Regions from separate parts of the Sus scrofa genome. Here all the other regions are linked to region 3. Evidence: chromatin contacts called from public Hi-C and HiChIP or PLAC-seq data. All regions are on one chromosome and are shown on one strand. The core of a region is the stretch at or near the end of the contact, and the rest is flanking DNA. Distances in the headings are between cores, read along the strand shown. Region 1 has its middle 150 kb from the start of FOXN3. Region 2 has its middle 200 kb from the start of FOXN3. Region 3 overlaps EFCAB11 (EF-hand calcium-binding domain-containing protein 11).

Evidence for each region. Hi-C and Micro-C count contacts between places; a contact is called where the count stands out from the background. HiChIP or PLAC-seq counts read pairs in DNA pulled down with a chosen protein or histone mark.
Region 1: a contact with region 3 is called in a Hi-C map of skeletal muscle, with 6 times the contacts expected there. The contact joins two enhancer-like sites. A contact is called at or near these places in 3 of 47 Hi-C or Micro-C datasets (embryonic fibroblasts and skeletal muscle).
Region 2: an H3K27ac HiChIP or PLAC-seq map of skeletal muscle shows a contact between it and region 3, with 4 times the contacts expected there. The contact joins two enhancer-like sites. A contact is called at or near these places in 6 of 47 Hi-C or Micro-C datasets (embryonic fibroblasts, fibroblasts, psoas muscle and 2 more) and 2 of 2 datasets of contacts at active chromatin or transcription factors (alveolar macrophages and skeletal muscle).

What each region holds. Positions count from the first base shown.
Region 1 is chr7:111,493,861-111,496,614 of Sscrofa11.1, reverse strand. No RefSeq gene overlaps it. Among named protein-coding and RNA genes, the nearest start is that of FOXN3, 150 kb to the right of the region's middle. Within about 2 kb of position 1,369, at least 10 of the 83 cell types and tissues checked have an H3K27ac peak or open chromatin away from gene starts, as enhancers often do. A contact at or near this core is called in skeletal muscle, where this site is marked.
Region 2 is chr7:111,535,278-111,537,977 of Sscrofa11.1, reverse strand. No RefSeq gene overlaps it. Among named protein-coding and RNA genes, the nearest start is that of FOXN3, 200 kb to the right of the region's middle. Within about 2 kb of position 1,422, at least 76 of the 83 cell types and tissues checked have an H3K27ac peak or open chromatin away from gene starts, as enhancers often do. A contact at or near this core is called in retroperitoneal adipose tissue and skeletal muscle, where this site is marked.
Region 3 is chr7:111,729,104-111,732,035 of Sscrofa11.1, reverse strand. All of the region lies in intron 5 of EFCAB11 (EF-hand calcium-binding domain-containing protein 11), which reads left to right. Among named protein-coding and RNA genes, the nearest start is that of EFCAB11, 36 kb to the left of the region's middle. Within about 2 kb of position 1,380, at least 12 of the 83 cell types and tissues checked have an H3K27ac peak or open chromatin away from gene starts, as enhancers often do. A contact at or near this core is called in retroperitoneal adipose tissue and skeletal muscle, where this site is marked.

The DNA.
Region 1 (2,754 bases), core at 120-2,619, 240 kb after region 3:
AGGCTTGAGATCATCGCTTTCCCTTTGAGAGGCCAAAGGCTAAAATAGCATTTCTAGAACAACTGTGATTCGTGAATACCGAAAAATGTAAGTGTAAGGCATTTTTACCTTTCCCCCCATCTTTGTACACGGTCAAATTGGTAATTTTCATGGTAGTCAGTTCATGGCTGAACGTGGTGGGCACAGGGAGACTGTAGAAAGGCTTTTGAGATAACATTTTGCAACCAACATATTCTTTGGTTTTCTTTTTTTAGACCGTGCTTTAATTTTTCTTTCTCAGATTTTTTTTTTCCCTAGTGTAAGGTATCTTTAAATAATAAAACCCTTTTTCTTTCTCATATGCACTCCTTGCAGTGACTTCAGTGAAACATGCAGGTCATTTGGAGCACAGAACTGTTTTGTGATTCACATCATTACAAAATATGTCCCATTAAGATGATGCACAAGCTGAACCGGCGTTAATGAGCCTGCCTTTTTGCAGGATAATTCAAACTTTAAGGGTGATATTAACTTAAATAAAATAAGAAAGGGAGGAAAAATCAGGTTCATTGTGCACCAGAGATCATGATCTTTATCCTCTCAGTTCATAAAAGCATATCTATTGCTCACATTACTCTCAAACCATTATTAGAGTGGCTGTAGAGCACACATACGTGTGTAATGAAGTACCCCTCCGCGGCCATAAAAGAACTGCACGTGTTTCCACGGGGGGTCCACGTGGAACTTGATTCATAAGCCCGTAAGAGGGAGTGGGTACCTTTAACCTTTATGGAACGCTGCATAGAAATGTGAGGCATATGCCCACTACTTATTCAAAGCAAGAGCGGAAACCCTCCAGCTACGGCCAACTCCGTCCCACTGCTGGTTTTGTAAATAAAGTTTTATTGGAACACAGCCCCTCCTATCTGTTTGCATTTTGGCCGCTTTCGTCCTGGTAACAGCCGAACTGGATAGGTGCCATAGAGATTGCACGGCCCAGAAAGCCTGGAATATTTACTATCTGGCTCTTTAAAGAAAAGGTTTGCCAACGCTCAACCGAAAGCAACACTTTTGTGTCCTATACGTGGAACATCTACAACATGGCAAAATGACTAAAAGCTCTAGGAGATGAATCCAAGACTATTTCAGAGCAGAATATTTCCATGGTGTATCACGGCGAGGTCCTCGGATCTGCCTGACCTCTTTAGGAACATCCGTCTTTTTAAAAAGCCTCTATCTGGGATCTAAAACTCTCCTGTTGTCAAGAAATCAAATAAATAAATAAAAAAAAAAAAAACAATAGCCGCTCGTTTCAGAAACCCTCCTGCAACACAATGTCTCGTGTTCCCCTTCTGGCTCTGTGGCAGCTGTTAACTATCAAATACTATTTCTAGAACCGCGCTGACATCAGTCGGCGATCATACACAAAGCTGTTTGGCAGGACATGCGCTGTGCAAGTTGAGGTTGTTAAAATGAAACAGCTCTGTTAAAATTAACTCTATTCACATCCTAGGGAAAATATCTGAGTTTGCCAAATCAAATCCTTCCTATATCAGTGGGGAAGAACCATTTGCCAACATCTAAAAAGGTAATTTAGACACAGGAGAGCCAAAAAAAAAAAAAAAAAAGAAAAAAAAAGAAAAAAAAGAAAAGAAAGAAAGAAAAAAAACTCTTCAAAATTAAAATGATAAAACAAAAATTTGCTTGACAGCAAAAGTACTTCTAAATGTATGAAATTGAATCCAAAACTGAGCCTGCAACAAATTTAACTGACAAGAAAGTCTGCATAATGGACTTGGTTGTATTATTAATGCTAATATGGGTACATTTTTGTTCTATTGTGCTGACGGCAAGAAGATAAATGCCCACTGAAGGCACTAAAATATCTCCACTCCATTGAAATACTGATTATAGTCAGAACGCAAACACTTATTCTTCACTTGTAACAAAAAAAAAAAATTTTTTTTAAAGGAAGTGCTACTGTAGAGGCCATTTCAGAGTCAGGTGTGGCTTTGAAATCCAATTTCTTGAAATTACTAAATGCAACATTTTAAAAATCAGTTTCTTTGTGGAATTTTCAATTTTGTGGATATGATTTAATCAAAATGATATATTCCTCACATGATTTTTAATTAGCACCTCTTTAAAATGAATACTTAGGAGTTGCCATTGTGGCTTAGCAAAAATGAACTGGACTAGTATCCATGAGGATGCAGGTTCCATCCCTGGCCTCGCTCCATGGGTTAAGGATCTGGCATTGCGGTGGCTGTGATGTAGGCCAGCAGCTGCAGCTCTGATTCGACCCCTAGCCTGGGAACTTCCATATGTCACACATGCAACCCTAAAAAGCAAAAAATACATACAATACAATACAATGAATAATTAGCCTCACATAGCCCTTATAATTCATGGTTGAAGTTTACATTCAGGGCAGCCAGTCAAATAATGTATGATATCACTTACGTGTGCAAACTAAAAAACAATACAAACGAATGTATGCAAAACAGAAACAGACTCGCAGATAAAGAGAACAAACTCGTGGTCGCCTGAAGGGAGAGGGGAGAGAGAAGGGACAAAGGAAGGGTAGGGGATTGATATACAAACTACTGTGTGTCAAATAGATAAGCAACAAAGACACATTGTATAACACAGGGAGTTATAGCCATTATCTGGTAATAACTTTAAATGGAGTATAATCTATAAATATAGGGAATCACTATGCTGTACATCTGAAACTAATATAATATTGTAAATCAACTATACTTCAGTTGAAAA
Region 2 (2,700 bases), core at 173-2,672, 190 kb after region 3:
ATGGAAACTTAACCAGGGAACATGTGAATCTGAATGCTGCAAGGGGTGGACTGTAGTGTATGCTTTTGGTACTTTGCCCAAACCCTCTCAGACCCCCTTTACTTGTTCACCGTCCCCATCCTCTAGCTTCCGGGTGCTTCTCTCCTAATGGCTCACACCTCCAGCCTTCAAAGAACTACCCTTAATCTATTAGAGTCCCTTCACCTAGACTCACCCTGGAAGTGTTGGGTGTTCAGGAAGGCCCATCGCCAGGGGCTGGTAAGAGCAGGGGTGTAAAAACCCAGCTCCCTTGCTTCAGGGCCGAGCAACTCTCTGTGTAATTTGTGCCCCACAGCTGCCTCTGGATCAAGCTGAGGCTGGAACTTGACCTTACATTCCTGCCTTGCTTGCCTTATCCTCCTGCCCTATTCTGCTTCCCTTATTTGTGTCTTCTGGAAGCTTGTCCTTAATAAATTACTTGCACAATCAAGAATCAAGACAAAACAAGACAGTTTCCTAATAGCAAATAAACTCTCTGTGCACAGGCCCTGTTTGGGGGGGGGAAATCTTTTAATCTCCCACAATACGTAGCCCACCATGGGATACACACAACAAGTTGATCTGGATTTTGGCAAATTCTTTGGTTTAGATTCTCTTCCTTTAGTAAGAATCTGAGAACCCTAAGTTGCAACTCCCTTGCTACATTACAGACTGGGACATCTGTAAATTATCGATGATAAATCAGTGTAAACTCTATGTGCCAGGTTTTCTGGACAACCTCGATTTCAGCTTCTCCATCTCCTTGTCAGACCATTTCCAGACAGCGTGTCCCAGTTGGTGTGTTGGTTGGATGGCAAAGGACGGGACGATGTGCTAGCCAAGAGGCAGCTGACGGAGGACACTTAACTATTTAAAAAAAAAGCAGGGACCTTGAAGTTAAGCAAGACTGGACATCAAATTCTGGCTCCACGCCAACCGGTTCTCCGACCGTAGCCACATTTTATTCATGTTCAAATGAAGGTACTAGCTCCTGCTTCACAGCACAGAAAATGAGTTCATGTATGCCAAGTGCTTAACATTGCTCCTCGACCTAGTAAAGCTCAAAAAAGGGTTCCTTTCAGAAGGCGGATAAAGGTCCTCAGCGGAGTTTGGGGACGTCACTGTCCTTACACAGCCAGTCCCGGGAGAGGCAATGCCGAAGTGTTTCCGTTCATTTCTCCTCTGCGGGCACAGGACACAAGCCAAATGAAGAGAGGACGTCTTCCCGGCCGGAAGGGTCGACCTCAAAGGAGGACGGCCCGGGCCCTGGGCCACCATGTAGCTCCTCGCCCGCCGCTCCGACCCTCCCCCACTTCCCTCCGGGCTGGGCTGAAGTAGGTGAAGGGTGGAAGCCTAGAGACTGCGCCGCGGAGGCGGAAGGCCGCCGCCGGTTTCCTAGCAACGGCCGCCCCGCCCCATCCCACCCTGCGTGGCGCGGCGGCGCCGGGAAGCGGGGGGCGGGCCGCCGTTGCTATGGTAGCGCGTCCGCCCCGCCGGACGCCGGCGGAACCTGCAGGAAGCTAGGGCTCTGGGCCCCGCGTGAGCTGCGGGGCGACCTTCCCCCACCCCACCGCCAGCTCCAGCTTCGGTCCGGCGGGGACCTGCGCCATCTGTAAGCGTGGCCGCCGGGCTGCAAGGCCGCTTGGTCCCCACTCGCTTCCCAGCCGCCTGGGCCAGCTAACGGCCTGGCTGTCTCGTGAGGACAGAGTTGGTCATCCGGGCCAGGTCTAGGCTGAATTAACTGTTTTGGAATTTCATTGGACCTTTTTTCCTCTACCGTTGCAAGAGACACGTACATGTGTGTACACACACACACACACACACACCCAGGGTCCCGTTCTTTTCTATCAAGTGTTTCACCTGAAGGATCTTTAATCTTGGAAAGAGAATATGCAGAAAACAGAGCGGCTTCCAAAATTAGCCTTTTAAAACGACACTACAAATAAGTATCATATTTCATGAGGCCCATTTTTAAACTGAAAATGCCCATGGCTGGAAGGGTATTCTGGATTCTGGACTTGAATTTGCATTCTTCTGAATTCCTCTCTGCAATGATCTGCGTTTGGGCAATTCAGTTGTGGGGTATTAAATTTAAACGTATTCGCCTCTAGCTAGTGTTGTGTGTTCTGATTGCTCTGTTAAAGGACCCACTCACAGAAACAAAGCCACATGCTTCTCAGTCATCCTCCGGCTCGGCTAGAGAGTATTTTTAAAAGGGGCGGAGTCAGCCACGTGTTTGTGAGTTTAATCAAATTGACAAGGGCTCTGAGCGAGAAAAGCTTGCTATCTAATGGCAAGACAGCGTTAGGTACATAGAGATGTGTTCTTTTTGGACTTATTTGAATTAGAGCTTTTCAAACAGAATCTTCTCTTGCATATATTTTTCTCGATATGCTGCAACTGGAAAATTTAAATCAAAAATCCTATTTCGTATATTCATTTTTATGGTAAATGTGTCTAGGCTGAGATTACGCATTTTCCTGATCAACGAGGAAATGCGCCGCAATCACTGTGAATTGAGCACCTTGCTGATTGAGCAACACTTGAACCTGGAGGCAAGAACGATCATAATCTCAGAATGAGAATCCTCCACAGTATATTTCACAAGCGTATTCACAGCTAACCTTTTTCTACCCTAAAGGATCATTCACTTGGAACTTTTTTATTTTGCATTTTGCCGGA
Region 3 (2,932 bases), core at 131-2,630:
TGGGTGAAACTTTCTTTTCCTTTCTTGCGCGTTGTCTACTAGAGAAGTTTCTTTTAGTGACCCAATTTGTTAGAGTGTGGTGCCATTCATTCTGCTGGTTACCAGTTCGGCATGACAAGTGGCCGGATATCCTTTTCATAGACACCTTCTATCCACAGATCGGTTGTTTGGGGGAAAAAAAATTGGACCTAGTTCTTCAGGAATACTTATTTCCACAAGCTGATGTACAGAAATCAGATGAGCCCCTATGGTTCAGTTGTGCTGTCTCTACACTGGCATCCATTGCTAGATGGGTCTCAGTTAAATAGGAGGGAAAGCGCAATGGCAGTACATATTCACATGTTCATATATCAGCATCCATCTCTGAGTCAGGAATCTTGATGAAAAAAAGATAAAAATTTATTTATTTATTTATTTTCTTTTTAGGGCCACACTCATGGCATATGGAAGTTCCCAGGCTAGGGGTCCAATCAGAGCTACAGCTGCCAGCCTACATCACAGCCACAGCAGTGCTGGATCAGAGCTGCATCTGTGACCTATACCACAGCTCACGGCAATGCTGGATCCTTAACCCACTGAGCAGGGCCAGGGATCAAACCCTCGTCCTCATGGATACTAATTTGGTTTGTTACCATTAAGCCACAACAAAAACTCCTCAAAAATTTTTAAATGTGAAATTGCCTCCTCAATCATTTTTAGTTCCAATTAAATTAATGTCTTTTGTGGACACTGTAGGCAAGCATAGTATTCAATACCACTTAGTTGCTATCTCTCTCTTACTTTCTAATTTTCATTTAGTTCTTAGTCTTTGCTTTTTAGTGTGAGCTTATGGTAGAATAAATCAAATTAGCTTTAGTGGGTAGATTTAGTTTTCTCTAATAACTTACTAAGCAAAACATACCTTCTTCTTAAGTGAAAAAGCCAAAGTGGATTATTTTTTATTTGACTGACAAGGAAAGGCATTTCTAATTTTATTTAGTGATTGAAATAAATTGCTTTACCATAAATTAAACGTGAAATATCTATATGATCTTCTTTTAATGAACAAAGCCCACTGAGAGCCAAGCACATTTGTAGTTGGTCTCTTTAGCCAGTTGGTGGTGCTAAAAATTCTGATAAGAAATTAACTGAAAGGAGAGGAAGTTAGCCCAGAGCCTTTCTTAATAAATGTTGTCTTATTAGTTTTTGAAAAATTAGTACCAAAAACGTATGCCCAAATTATTGCACCTTCTAAATTTAGGAACTAAACCGAGTATCTCTGATGGACGGCAGAGTACATTTCTAGTAAACTTCTGTACATATGTCATTGGCTCCCATAGGATTTGCCTGTCGGAGATGGCATAGTTGTGTAACTCCCGGCTCCATTCTGGAACTCGCCCGTAGCCTGCTGGCTGGGGAACAGAAGTGAGGCCAATACTGTGTGCTAGTGCCGTATTCCTGGGTCTATTTAGGTGTGGAATTTAGAGCTAAGAAGTACTATTTTGTATTATTACTACTTTTTTTTTTTTTAACTATTAATGTGCTTTTTGTGGACTAGGTTTGTTTAAGCCTTTGTTTTTTAGTGCCTAACAAGTCCCGTAGAGCGATAGTCTGTTGCCTGAATGTGTCCTGGAGATGCGGCCAGAAAAACAGAGGACTTGGAGTTAAGACGTCAAAGGTCTGGATCCATCAGTCAGATCTAACCAAAGATGTTACTTGTACTAGTCTTAAAAAAAAAAAAAGGCCTTACTTAGTTATACTTTTAAATTTTACACTGGCTAAAGCACCTAAGTAATAGCATTTTATGATTTTATTATCCCATTGAAGTTTTCTTCTGACTTGTTTCAATCTTCCAAACATAGAATATGCTATGGAAAGCTATCAGAGTTTTAAAAAGTAAAAAAAAGTAAAAAAGAAACAAAGTCGAAAAAATGTTTTTAACAGATAATCCTAGAACTGACTTTTATGATATTATAAAGACTATTTAAATTTAAATAATCTTCCTTTCACCTAGATAAAGACTGCCTGTCAATTCAGGAAGTCAGGAAATTTAAAACCCTAGAGCAGGTTTGAATTTCCCTACATATTTCATAACCGCCCCTTGGTCACTTACATCTATTTTTTTTGGCTACACTCATGGCACATGGAAATTTCCGGGCCAGGGATCGAATCTGCGCCACGGCAGTGATCTGAGCCACACGTCACCAGATGGCAACACTGGATCCTTAACTGTTAGGCCACCAGGGAACTCCCTGTATCAGTTCTTTAGAGCTCAGTTTTCCCAGCTTGTAAAATGGGAATAGTAATCACTTTTCCCCAGAGTTGGTGAAAGATGAGATCCCGAGGGTTTGTTAGGTGGTGTTTTCCCGACACTTCCCTCCTTTGAGGCAGAGACGGTGACTCAGTTGTTTTTGAGCCCCACACGATACCCCTGGACTTAGCCAGGGCTTTAGGGCAGGAAGTCCTCTTTGTGTCCGGTAATGCCTCGTGCTCCACTAATGAAGAGATATTTCTAGGTTGTAACATTTCACAAGGATTTTGCAGACTCAGACTCGTAAAAGAGCTACTCAGATAGATCTGGTTTTCAGCTATTTGCCTGTCTATCCTTGGGGATATTGACTTGTTGGTGTGAATCTGCCTAAACGTGTAAGACTGGAGACGCAAGTATGAGATTTCCAAAAGGTAGGATAGCAAAGGCGTTACTAAGAGTTTGTTCATCCATCCATTTGTTTGCCCCACAGACTTTCACCGAGCATTACTCTTCCAGAGATGAACTCCAGGAGAGCCGCAGCCCACCTCTGAGAGCTGCAGGCATCAAGCAGCCGGATGCTTCTGTTTGGCAGGAATTGATGCGCAGCCCTTATTTCAGGCACAGCAAGATTATTTAAATTTAAATATTCTTTTTAATAATATTATAAAACTCAGTTCTAGGATTGTCTGTAACAACATTTTT